Regions from separate parts of the Danio rerio genome. Here region 1 is linked to region 2. Evidence: chromatin contacts called from public Hi-C data. All regions are on one chromosome and are shown on one strand. The core of a region is the stretch at or near the end of the contact, and the rest is flanking DNA. Distances in the headings are between cores, read along the strand shown. Region 1 overlaps nav2a (neuron navigator 2a). Region 2 overlaps nav2a (neuron navigator 2a).

Evidence for each region. Hi-C and Micro-C count contacts between places; a contact is called where the count stands out from the background.
Region 1: a Hi-C map of embryo shows a contact between it and region 2, with 2.0 times the contacts expected there. The contact joins two enhancer-like sites. A contact is called at or near these places in 2 of 18 Hi-C or Micro-C datasets (caudal fin and embryo).

The regions. Positions count from the first base shown.
Region 1 is chr7:16,885,986-16,892,783 of GRCz12tu, reverse strand. nav2a (neuron navigator 2a) reads right to left here. Exons shown (of 37, transcript XM_073908180.1): 5 at 1,335-1,407. Among named protein-coding and RNA genes, the nearest start is that of dbx1a, 130 kb to the left of the region's middle. Within about 2 kb of position 1,738, at least 11 of the 62 cell types and tissues checked have an H3K27ac peak or open chromatin away from gene starts, as enhancers often do.
Region 2 is chr7:16,773,458-16,780,551 of GRCz12tu, reverse strand. The region is part of intron 2 of nav2a (neuron navigator 2a); the gene reads right to left. Among named protein-coding and RNA genes, the nearest start is that of nav2a, 160 kb to the right of the region's middle. Within about 2 kb of position 2,106, at least 7 of the 62 cell types and tissues checked have an H3K27ac peak or open chromatin away from gene starts, as enhancers often do.

The sequences.
Region 1 (6,798 bases), core at 489-2,988, 110 kb before region 2:
AGTACCAAGTGAGCATTGTGTCAATGCCACAGGCTACCTTAGTATTGTTGCTGACCATGTCCATCCCTTTATGACCACAGTATACTCATCTTCTGAAGGCTACTTTCAGCAGGATAACATGCCATGTCATGAAGCTCGAATCATTTCAGACTGGTTTCTTAAACATGACAATGAGTTCACTGTACTCAAATGGCCTCCACAGTCACCAGATCTCAATCCATTAGAGCAATTTCAGGATGTGGTGGAAAGGCAGATTCACATCATGGATGTGCAGCCGATAAATCTGCAGCAACTGCGTGATGCTATTATATCAATATGGAACAAAATCTCTGAGGAATAATTCCAGTACCTTGTTGAATATATGCAAAGAATAATTAAGACATTTCTGAGGGTAAAAAGGGGTCCAACCCGGTACTAGTAAGGTGTACTTAATAAAGTGGCCGGTAAATGTATTACTAAATAGTTAATACATTTTACTTATGTTAAACCTTTTTTTTTTTTTTTTTAGATAGATTTGTTGGTTGTACAGATTGGGTAGCTTTACATGGACAAAGTAACATTAATTTGTTTAAAAGCATTTAAGACCTAAAACAGCATATTTCAGTGAATGTAAGACTTTTTAAGATTTTTCATACTGTCCTTAAATACATTTTTTTAAATTTAAGACAGTTTAAGACCCAGAGGACACCCTGCTATAGTACAGAATAGGTGAGAAGATGTAGTCATTATGTCATAGTTGACACATTATAACCTAGAGCAGTGGTTCTCAAAGTGGGGGTCGGGACCCCCCGAGGGGTCGCGGGGCAATGAAGAGGGGTCGCCTGGTGATTTCCAAAAATCTATTTATTTTTATTAAACCATAAGAATTAACATATTTTATCCATAACTATACTGAAAATAAAAATAGTCGTTTATAGTTACTATATACTATATAGTTACTATAGTAGCTTATAGTTACTAGTTCTATTGGATTGCGACCCCGGGGGTAATTACATTATATTAAAGGCAGCAATAGCGTCAGATGCATTTTGATTTTATAACATCAGGTTATACTTTCTGGCACATTTAAAGCACTGACACAAATTTAATTGGTGTGTCTGCGTCATTGCATGCAAGGTTTCTGTATTTATAACCACCTCAGAGGATATTGGGGGTCGCGAGTCACTGGCATTGTTATTTTGGGGGTCGCAGGCTGAAAAGTTTGGGAACCCCTGACCTAGAGTGTTAACAATAATAGAAAAATAGTGTATTTAAACCTGTATTTAGCACAGTATCTGTCTCGAGTCAGTCGAAATGAAATCTAAAATTAATAAAATATTTTGAAGTGTTTTTACCTTCAGCTGATAGTCCCTGTATGTTCACACCTTTGGCTGCTAGAAAGCTCAAACAGGCATCAATGTTCTCAATCTGGAGAGAAAAGGACAGAAATGAAGCCAATAAGCACTGTAGAAATCACAGATATATGAACAGAAATCAGTCACTATCACCTAAATAAAACAGGTGTTTAATGAGGCAATGCAGACACTATTAAGACTGCCTGGCACCTGCAATATTTCTGAATGAACGCGTGACTGGACATTCCCTCTCTAGTACTCTAGTGCTGTCAGAGAGCATAGATTGGCTGCTCAATCAAAGCAGTATGCAAAGCCTTTGCTGCCAATCGCTGAGGGCGTCAAATTTGCTCTGTTGCTAGGAAACCTTGTTGAGGGCACGACACTGACCCGGCCATATACCAGAGTCACTCAGTTCAGTGCTGGAGGATTTCTGATTGGCTGAGGGGAGGGTGATGTCATAGGCTGCACGTGAAGGTCATGTGGGTGCTACTAGGATATGTTTATTATATTTAGCATGTTTACCATGTGTTATATTTACATTACTAGGGTTGATGTCATGCATAATATCATGGCTGTATGTGTTCTGTTTGTGCAGCTAATGATGTATTTTATGGTATTCATACTGTATATTGCCATTGAATGAAAAAAAATCCTCTTTTATTTCTATATGGGCAATAATCACCTTACTAGTAAGCTGTACATAAATACACTATAATAGTTTTTCATAATAGTTCATTCATTCGGCTCAGTCCCTTTATTAATCTGGGGTCGCCACAGCGGAATTAACTGCCAACTTATCCAGCAAGTTTTTACGCAGCGGATGCCCTTTCAGCCGCAAACCATCTCACAGAAGCTGCAAACCGCAAACTCCACACAGAAACGCCACACAGAAACGTTAACTGAGCCGAGGCTCAAACCAGCGACCCAGCAACCTTCTTGCTGTGAGGCGACAGCCCTACTGCGCCACTGCTTCACCTTCATAATAGTCCTTTAAAAATATAAAAAATAAATAAAATAAATAAAAAGTTCTCACAAAATATTCTGGTCTTTTAAATCCTGAAAGTTTATTTTAGAGTGAGCCCATGTCAAATCTGTCCTAATAGCTATCATTAATCATAAATATCATCAGCTTATGAATGAACGATAAAACAGATGATCGACAAATTTAAACAGAGAATGACATCTGTACAGTTTACTCAAACTAAATTGACAAAATGTTTAAAAAGTTTAATTAATTTTAAACTCAGTAAAAAAAAGTTTCATCCAACAAAGCATCGCCTGGTTTGATATATTGTGCAATAATTAAAGGACATTAACATGTTATAGCTTTAACACGCAGATAAAGCAATGTAAAAACAATAATAATAAACAATATAATTAATATTTATTCTGGGAGACTTGAGACACTTAAAATGTATAACAATGTAACAACACCACCAACAACAGCAAAAACTATTATTATTATTATTATTATTATTATTTTTATTATTATTGTTGTTGTTGTTGTTGTTGTTGTTGTTGTTATTGTTGTTGTTATTAATAATAATAATGACAATTATAATATCAACAACAACAATTTATTTCACACTTTTTAAAGCGTATTAAATGCTGAAGTGTAAAATAACAAACAATAAATAAATGAATAAATAATAATAAACAATAGTATTATTATTTATTCTGGGTCACATGAGACACTTAGTGCATAACAATGTAACAACAACAACAGCAAAAACAACAATATAATAATAATAACAATGATGAGGATTATGATGATGATGATGATAATAATAATAATAATATTGATAATAATAATAATAACAACAACAACAATTTGTTGCACATTTTTAAAAGTTTCTCAAAAGCTGAAGAGTAAAATAACAAATAAAAATAAATAAATAAATAAATAAACAAATAATAATAATAACAATAATATTATTATTTATTTTGTTAGTTATTACGCTTGAGACATATAAAAATGTATAATAATAATAATTTTATTATTATTATTATTATTATTATTATTATTATTATTATGTTGTTGTTGTTGGTGGTGGTGGTGGTGGTACTGTTACACTTGAGACACTTTACAAATGTATAACATTAATAATAACGACAACAACAACAACAATAATTAAAAAATAATTATTGCACATTTTTAAACTGTCTCAAGTGCTTAAGTGTAAAATTACGAAAATAAATATATAATAATAATTATAGTAATAAACAATGATATTACTTATTTAGATACAGTATTACACTTGAGACACTTTTGAAAAGGTATAATAATTATAATAACAATAATATTAATAAAAAATAATAACAAAAATCATAGTAGCAACAAATTATTACACAATTTTAAAAGCTGAAGTGGAATAACAAAACAATAATAATAATTAATAATAATAATAATAATAATAATAATAATAATTATTATTATTATTATTATTATTATTATTATTATTAGTAGTAGTAGTAGTAGTAGAAGTATTAGTGTTATTATTGTGTTGTTTTGTTGTAGTTATTACAATTGAGACACTTTAAACTATATATTAATAATGATAATAATAATAATAATAATAATAATAATAATAATAATAATAATAATAATAATAATAATAATAATAATAACAACAAAATATTACACAATATTAAAAGTGGCTGAAGTGGAATAACAAAACAACAATAATAACAATAATAATTATTATTATTATTATTATTATTATTATTATTTATTTTATTTTTCTTAAAGCAGCTCAAGTGCTCTACCAATTTTTGGGACCACAGTTTAATAAATAGAGCATCGGACTGATTTATTACTCATGTTATGCATGAAAGAGCTGGTCATCTGCCATGGGTTAGTCAGCAGCAGTGTCAGTAATGTCAGCCACAGACTCACTGACTAAACCCCAGTTGCTGCCAGCCAACAGTTGCTGGTCTGAAGGGTCAAGGGGAGATCTCGAAATGTGAGGAAAGAATCTGCTCTAGATTCTTCTGACCCTTTGAAGGAAACCACATCCCAGACATCCAGGACTAAAAATAACCTTTCTAAATAAAAATAACTCACAGAGAGGCACTGAAATCAATCTTGATCCTCTTTCTCTCACTGTGAATTGAATTGCAAGGGAATAATGTCAATATGAATGCATTAAAATATGGGAGAAGGGGACAATTTAATATTGCATTCACTGATTGTTGTCTTAAGGTCATGCATGACAGCAAACACCACTGTGAATGACATACTCATTACAGCTGCATTACAAACTCAACAGGTCAATAGAAATCAGAACCTACTGGAATAAAAGCAAACAAGTGATCATAGAGACATAAAGAGCACTACGTCAAAACCAAACTCACTACTTGTATCTATGCTTCCACAGCCACATACATTTACTGGGGAAAAACATGAATGATGAAGATTTATGTTTGTAATAATTAAAATGATTTAATAGTCCTAATATTTAAGTTAATCTAAATAATACATCAATCTTAACATTTATAATTGTCCTTAATATTAAATAATTTTGATTAAAAATAATATTTAAAAAATTACTACTACTATTGCTTATAATAATAACAACGATTATTGTATTGCTTATATTGTTACAGCAATTAATTTATTAATTTATAAAATTACTATTTATTTTAATGAAGTGTTTTTATTTATTAATAATATTTCAAATAAATTTCAAAAAGATTTTATAATAATATAAAAAAGTAATACATAAAGAATACAATATAATAAAATAAATAAAAATAAATAAATAAAATAATAAAATAATCAAATTAATTGAAATAAAGTTAATTAAAATTTAAAAATAATGGTGCTTCAGTAAGTAAATTTTATTTTATAAAAATACATTTAAATAAAAAATTCTTATAGTTGGAAGTCAGAATTATTAGCTCCCCTTTGTTTTGTTTTTTATATTTCCCAAATGATGTTTAATAGACCAAGGAAATTTTCCCAGTACGTCTGATAATATTTTTTCTTAAATAAAATAAAATAAAATAAAATAAAATAAAATAAAATAAAATAAAATAAAATAAAATAAAATAAAATAAAATAAAATAAAATAAAATAAAATAAAATAAAAATAAAATAAAATAAAATAAAATTGAATTAAATTAAATCATAATGGTGTTTAAGTAAGTCAATTTTATTTAACAAAAAATACATTTAAATAAAAATTTCTTTAAAAAATTCAAAACTTAAAAATATTAATTTACTCATTTTCTTTTCAGCTTAGTCCCTTTATTAATCATGTGTTGCCACAGGATGCCCTTTCAGCCGCACGTCAACACTGAAAACATTCTCATTCACACACATACACTATGGACAATTTAGCCAACCCATTTCACCAATAGCGCATGTCATTGGACTTATGGAGGAAACGGGAGCAGCCAGAGGAAACACGCCACGCCACACCAACAGGAGAGAACATGCAAACTCCACACAGAAATGCCAACTGACCCAGCCGAGGCTCGAACCAGCGACCTTCTTTGCTGTGAGGCATAAACATACAGTCTTGAAACCATAATAAAAACATTACAAACACAACAACTCAGCATTCTTTCCACAACAGAAAAATCATTAATCACATTTGAAAATCATACTGTCAATTCTTCCATATAATGACCATACACATCTCTATGGGTGTAAATTTTACATAACCCTTTTCAGATACACCACTACAAAACCATTATGTTCTCATCTAACTCTTTCTATTCCAAAAGAATCCCTTCAGAAAATCAATCCAGCAAGTTTAAGGAAACAAGAGACCCGTACCTGAACACAGGGCTTTTGTTTGCTTCTCATATCACTGAATGTCACCTGTGAGAGACTGCAGGAGTCAATCTATTTAACACGACAGCACAGAAACGCCTGCTTAACAAACACACACACACACACACACACACACACACACACACACACACACACACACACACACACACACACACACACACACACACACACACACACACACACACACACACACACACACACACACACACACACACACACACTATTGTCTGTCTCAAGCACATAAACATGCTTAAACATACGCATGTGAACATATCCCGGATACATTCCTGCTTCATGAGACTCCTCTCTCTCATTATCTGTCTCTTTTTCCCTCTGTCATTATATTTTTCATCACTACTGGTTCCCTAATAAAAAAAGCAACTCCTTGTGTGTACAGTAAGCGTGTTACTGAGAGAAAGAGAGAGAGAAATTAGATTTTACAAAAACTTTATTACATTAAAACCGACACAATATTAAATAAATAACTTTAAGTTGTATCAAAGAAAACCGTACATTTCAAATAAGTGTAAAAACAACACTGTTGTCATCTACACAACACAAAGCACTGTTTTAGCACCAAATATTTTCAAAAGTGTCCAAATCATCCATTTGTACAGAGTAATTAAAATCAGTTAAGACTGTTGCTTGTACCACACTTGAAAA
Region 2 (7,094 bases), core at 857-3,356:
CTTTGCACTTCCCACTCACCACTCGTGTGTGAGGGAGGATCTGAAAGAGCAAACCTGTTCATTCTGACGTAATCCCACGCTGAATGTAAAACATCAAATAAATCACATGTAATACTGGATCGAGAGCTCTAAGAATAAACTATATACCAAACATTCATTTATTAATGAAGCACATCATTAAATTAGCATGGTGAGAAGCAAATTACAAAGTGCTTAAAGTCTGAGTGAAATGGAATTTGCGAATGGCTATAAATTCAGTACACTGAAAAAGATTATTCACTGGATTTACTACATTTTTGTAAGGTGATTGGTTGCAAACAATTTTTATCCATTAAATCCATAAAATTTAGCATTGTTTAACTTAATTTGTTTGTTTAAATTCAGCCCATATACATTTTTTACAAACACTCACCTTGCAAAAATGTAGTAAATGCATTTAATCGTTTTTTTCAGTGTATGATAATTCAGCATTTTTACAGTGTATTTCGCAGCAAACTAAGTGTTGGAGAGGCATGGCTAAGCATGTTTTGCCCAAGCCCTCAAACTGACATAAGAGAAGGACAAATCAAAGATTACCAAAACAAACTATTATTCAGTGGATTAACTTGCATTGATTAATGGTTTGCAATTAAGAGTGCGTCTCCACCAAATCATTTTCCCCCAGCTGAGTGTTTTTTTTCTGTTGTTGTCATTAAAATTGTTGCGTTTTTAAAAAAAATAGCGTGCGTTTTACATAAACTGCTGAACATTTGCCGTTTTTTTATAACCTAAAAATCTAGGGCTTGTTATCGACAATATGTTGACATTGCAATCTCACGGAAATATCCATGTTTTTTCATTAATGTTCTCAAATGTAAGTTAATTTACCATTCGTGTGGGCTAAAGTTACTTGTTGGGCAGCCTTGTGAAGGTGGCAGGTAAGGTTATCAAGATTAAACCAAAGTGAGACATTGTAATTAACTAAAATTATGTCTTGAAGAAAGCTCAGGTTTTCGTTTGCTCATCAGATCACCTATTGTATTCTGTGTTTCAGTTGTTGCCATCGCGGCATTATTTTAGAGTTTATATATGCGGGACAAATAGAATTAGATATTATTTTATTAGGGTGGCCATTAGGTTACTAAATAAGTCCAGCGGGGAGGGAAATCTAACTTAAAATGTATTTATTGTATGTTTTATGGTGAGAACTTGGTAATGTGTACATGGAAATTGCCTTGTGTTAAGGCAGCTTGCTGCAATTTTAGTTTCTCTAAACGGGATGATAAAGTTGAGTCTGAGTTTTTTTTAAATGCTCCAATAGTTGAAGTGCTCACAGCAGAGTGTTTTTTAGAAGAGTGCCGGTGTTTTCTGTTATGCAAAACACTTTGCCCTTAATTTCATGTGGACTTTAATTCAGAATGTTGAGTTTAAGTTGTTACAAGTGTACTAAAATGTGCAGAAATGTCATTAAAGACAATAGCCTAGTGGTTAGTGTGTCGACACATAGCACCGAGGTGCTCACAGCAACCTGAGTTCGATACCCGGCTCGAGGTCCTTTGCCAATCCTTCACTTATCTCTGCTCCCCACACTTTCCAGACTGTAAAATCTCAACTGTCCTATATCAATAAAGGTGAAAACCCCTAAAAATAATTACAGAATATCATTAAACTGAACTTAGATCCCAGGAGAGTGAAGTACTGTACTGTATACCACTGACTCCTACTGAAACCTATTATAAATGATGTAACCGATTAAACAAGACTGATAGGAAAAGGTTAGAAAAACAATAGTAAACAAGACTCAAACACCCTTTTTCAATTATTACTATCATTGCTGCAAATTGAACCATGGAAAAATAATCAAGGAATCACTGGGAACGGAACAACTTAACAACATTCACTTTGCATAAAAATCAAGAATCATTTCCTGTGATCCAAGACGTCCTGCAGGAGCGGGACAGGACAGATTCAGAAAAACAACCTGAGCAATTGGGTCATCTCTGATGTACCAGGCTGCAGAAACACACCTACTCTCTCTCTCTCTCTCACACACACACACACACACATACACATACTCACGCACAGGACTGTTCCACTCCTAAACACTTGGTTCCTTGTTCTCCAGTTTCCATGGAAACACACCTCTCAATTCTCTGAGGATCAATGGGAACTATGAGGCTATAATAATGGGCTATTTCAGTCTGTTAGACAATCAGATTGATAACTGTGCTAAATAAAGCATGTGTCATCTGCATACACAAACACAAAACCACACAAACACACACAAATGTTTGCAGGCTTGTGTTTTGAATACAAAGCTTGAATACATGCAGTAAGAATTGTGGCCATTTGACTATTTGTCAGTACATTTTGAATTATGTTTCTCTTTTAAAGAGAATATATAGGACTAAAATGTATGTATATGGGTCGCCACAGCGGAATGAACCGCCAACTTATCCAGCAAGCTTTTTTACGCAGCGGATGCCCTTCCAGCCGCAACCCATCTCTGGGAAAAATCCACACACACATACTCATACACTACAGACAATGTAGCCTGCCTGGATATCTTTGGAATGTGGAGGAAACCGGAGCACCTGGAGGAAACCCACGCAAAGGCAGAGAGAACATGCAAACTCCACACAGAAACGCCAACTGAGCCGAGGTTCGAACCAGTGACCTTCTTGCTGTGAGGCGACAGCACTACCTACTGCGCCACTGCCTCGCCCCAGAGTTTAAACAGCAAATGTATTTTCACATTAACCAGGACTCGAAATTAACTTTTTGCCTTGGTAGCACCAGTGCTCCTAACTTCAAATATTTAGGAGCACCAAAAAGAATTTCGGAGCACCAGGAAATATTTAGAAGCACCCACCAAAAATTAATGAGCACCATTGCAAACTGTATTTTAAGGGATATATTGTATTTGAAAACAACATCGATTAACACTAACAAAAACCAGAAACAACTATCTAACTAATGCTGAGATGACATTGAGATTTGTGTGCAATAATTCCAAAATGAATGTCTAATAATTATAGAATATTAATGATGATGAAAATGACAATAATAGTAACAATGAATTACATTTCTCATTATGATGCTGCCTTGAATGTGCTTGAATGTGAGTTATCTGCTATAAAAAGTCTGTTACATTATGCAAAATAAATGTATGGTTTGCATCAAACTAAAATTTTGTAAAATTGCAGTAATAAATATTTATTTTGCACTATTGTTTTTATATGCATGTCAATTTAATAAATAATATTTCTGCTACAAAACAAACAAAAGACTATAATAAATCATTCAAGGCTGAGAGCTGCAAAGCAGTCATCAGTAACTAAATAGCAAAATAACATACATCTCAAGAAAGAAAGGCAAAGTAAGCAATGAAAGTCTCACTTCTACCACAAAACCAAAGGTTTTGGTTTGGGTTTGTGTCATTTTAAATGCTCAGTCTCGTTATGAGCTGATCTTCATTTTTCTGTGTTTGTGGAAAAGCAGGCGAGTTAGCCGCACCAATTTTTGAGCAGGCAGAGCAGGATTCTCGCGATGACCACCGGCGCAACACTGCTCTTTGTTAAGAGCCGAAGTTTCAGTGTAAACTTAGTAAAGGCAAGCTTCTTTGGCGATGATGTGTACAGTATTAGATTTTACATTTACAGTATAGCGGACATTTGAACATGCAGTGAATGCAATGCATTGAGATACGGGCACCTTCTCCGAAAACACTCGATTGATCTCAGCTGGCGGATCAGTATTCATCACATGTCATGATCACTCTCATCTGCACCATTATTATTATTATTACCTTAGGTGGGGTTTGTAAACCTGTATACTTTTCACTCTTCAGCCATTTGCATTTCCTGCGCTCACAAAAGCGGCAGGGAAGAGCGATTCAGCACGCTTTTATAAAAAAAATCTTAACAGGTCGCACTACAACCATTCTATGCAGTTGCACAAATGCTCCCAAATATATTATGAGGTTGCATAGATTAAATTTCGGGCACATTTGCGACCAAAATGGTCGCAATTTCGAGCCCTGTTAACACTTTTTCCCTCGAGTCCAAAACCACCTGAAGAGAGCGTAAAAAAAGATTTTTGGAGAATTTAAGCAATACTGTTAACTTTCACTCGTGGTGGCTCCCCTTGTGGTTGATAAAGGCAATTGCCAGTTAGCAACAAAGCACTTTGCACTGTTCCACTTATTAGCATTTCTATGTATGTCCATGGTTTTGCAATTTTGTCGTGGGTTGCTCACCTAAAGTTGCAAACGTGATTTCAGGCAGAGTCATTTATATGAAGAATTGCGACAACTACAATTGATTGTGTGGAATTCAGCATTTTTTGTGTGTATTTCGCAGCAAACTAAGTGTTGGAGAGGAGTGGCTAGGCATGTTTCGCTCAAGCCGTCGAACTGACATCATCAAAGAAGGACTGCCGTTCAAGCTATTTTTTTTTTTGTGGATTAATTAGCACTGATTAATTGTTTGCAATTAGGAGCAAGTCTCCAACAAAGCATTTTCCCTCCAGCTGAAAATTTCTATTGTTGTCAATAAAATGCTGCGTTTAAAAAAAAAAAAAAAAAAACAGCGTGCGTCTTACGTAAACTGCTGAACATTTTCCGTTTTTTTATAAAGATCTAGGGCTTGTTATCGACAACATGTTGACATTGAAATCTTACACCCAGACTGTCTATAAAAAAAGTGCAGCAAAGAATCTTTTTTGGGTTGTACCTCTATGATGGCACTGTTTGTGACCAATGACAAATTTATTAAATCTGTTTTATCTTTCTGCATTGTAGCTTTTTACTGTAATCTTAGTCTGTCAAATAAGAACAGGTGGGGTAGACTTGTAAAGGTGGCAGGCAGATATTGCTGAAGATGTTCAGCCTAAAAGCTGTCCAAAACCTGCCCAAATGCACAAAAAAGCCCAAAATATAAAAATTTTACTTTAACTATTTGTTTTTTAAAATCGTATATCAACCAACTCTACAATAATAAAATTGCAGCAAAACCGGATCACGTGTTAGCGTGGGTTTTCTCCGGGTGCACCGGTTTTCCCCCAGTGTCCAAAGACATGCACTACATGTGAACTGCTGGAAGGGCATTCGCTGCTTAAAAAATGTTCTGGATGTTGAAAGTTGAAGTTGGCGGTTCATTCCGCTGCGGCAACCCCAGATCAATAAAGGGACTAAGCCGAAAAGAAAATAATGAATGAATGAACGAACAGTATTCAGCCTTAAGTGTAATTTTTAATTAGGTCATTTGTCACAATTACCAGCGATCTAATCCTTGCAGACTGCTGGAGAACTACACATCTGTCACTGAACTGGACTACAAATACTGTACCATCATGCACCTCACACACTAGTTCCTGATTACACACAGTTGGTAACTCATCATGGACTGATTACCTGGACTTTATATTCACCTCTCACACACACATTGCTGAGTCTTGTTTCTTTCTATCAACATTATGAAGCACTTTCCTTGTTTGTTTTCCCTATTTTAAGACTTTCTCCAGAAGAAAAAATATTATAGAAAATACTGTGAAAAATGTCTTGCTCTGTTAAACAGTTCAGGAAATATTTGAAAAAGAAATTCACAAGCAGGCTTATAATTTTGACTTCAACTAAATTTAGAGACATTGTTAAATGTAAAAAATACAAGGTGATGGAAACCCAACTACTGATTTTGATTGATGAAAAAAAATGTAATTATTTCTTAAAATATCCTTGTTTAAAAAAATGATTCTCTAATTTCGATCTCCACTTTATATCCGTCATCTTTTTTCAGTCCTATATTCCTCTTTCTGTTTCTGTCATTAGCAGCCCAACTCTTTTTCCTCACACAGATTCACAATTATTCACAGGCACTCAAACACACACACCCTGACAGAGTCTTAATTTGTCTGTACCACAAATTTGCTCGTTCACACATAATTGCATGTGTGTGAGGCTGCAGGCTGAATATAAAAACTGACAGACCGGTGCAGAGCTGGAGGTGTGAGTCTCTCATTTACTCACCACGCACACACATAAACCCACCCAGCCACACACAACACAGAAAAAAAAGAGTGCGCATTCCCCCTTTCAGTAGTGCAACTACAGTAAAGACAGGTCAAGTAGAAATGTTTCATGATCAGCAAATCAGCACATTAGAATGATTTCTGAAAGATCATGTGACACTGAAAACGGTAAAGCGTAATGATGCTGAGCATTTGACTTTCCATCACAGAAATAAATTGCATTTCTCAATATACACTCACCAGCCACTTTATTGGATACACCTTACTAGTACCTGCCTTAATCCATCTTGGCATAGATTCAACAAGGTATTGGTTGAAAGATGGGTACACTGTGGAAAAGGGGATGTACATGGTCAGTAACAATACTCAGGTAGGCTGTGGCGTTGATATGATGCTCAGTTGGTACTAATAGCCGCGTTTCCACTATCGCGCCTAAAGCGAGCGAGCCAGGGCGAGCCAAGGCCAGTGGCGTTTCCACTGTCACTTCCGGGGCCTAATCGGGCCAAAGCGGGGCTTTCTTGGGGCCAGCGGCCGGCCTTTTTCGGCCCGCCGAATACCTTGGGCCAAAGAGGGCCAGCCGGGGCTTCGGGGCGGAGTAAAAGGAGAGGCGGGCACAGTTTTCCGATCGCACACGAGTACATGCGGCAAACACATAAACAAACACATAAATAAGAGAAAGAAAACATCTGGAACAAATTATAGGCTGGGGTCTTTTTTGCATATGATCGCCCTTATGTTTCTCTTTTAAATGTAAGGTTGTTGCATAAAATGATAGTTTTAATAAGTCACTTTTCTTTGCTGCATCTCTTTGATGTTTCAATAACGCATACTAATCTTTACACCATATTAAAGACACAGCAGACAGTAAAGGTTTTCAAGAGGTTTTGTCAAGTTTAATAAGTGTCTTTGCGCGTTTAGATGCCTGTGCTTGTGTGAGACCGAGGAAAAGAGCGCTCCATTCTCTGTTGATGCCGCGAGCGGCTTTTTTCTTTTCTTTTTATTGTTTTAATTTATTTGGGAGATAATACACTATATGAATACAACAGAAAGACATTAAACTTTACAAATTTCATGTCCGCTTTTGTAGG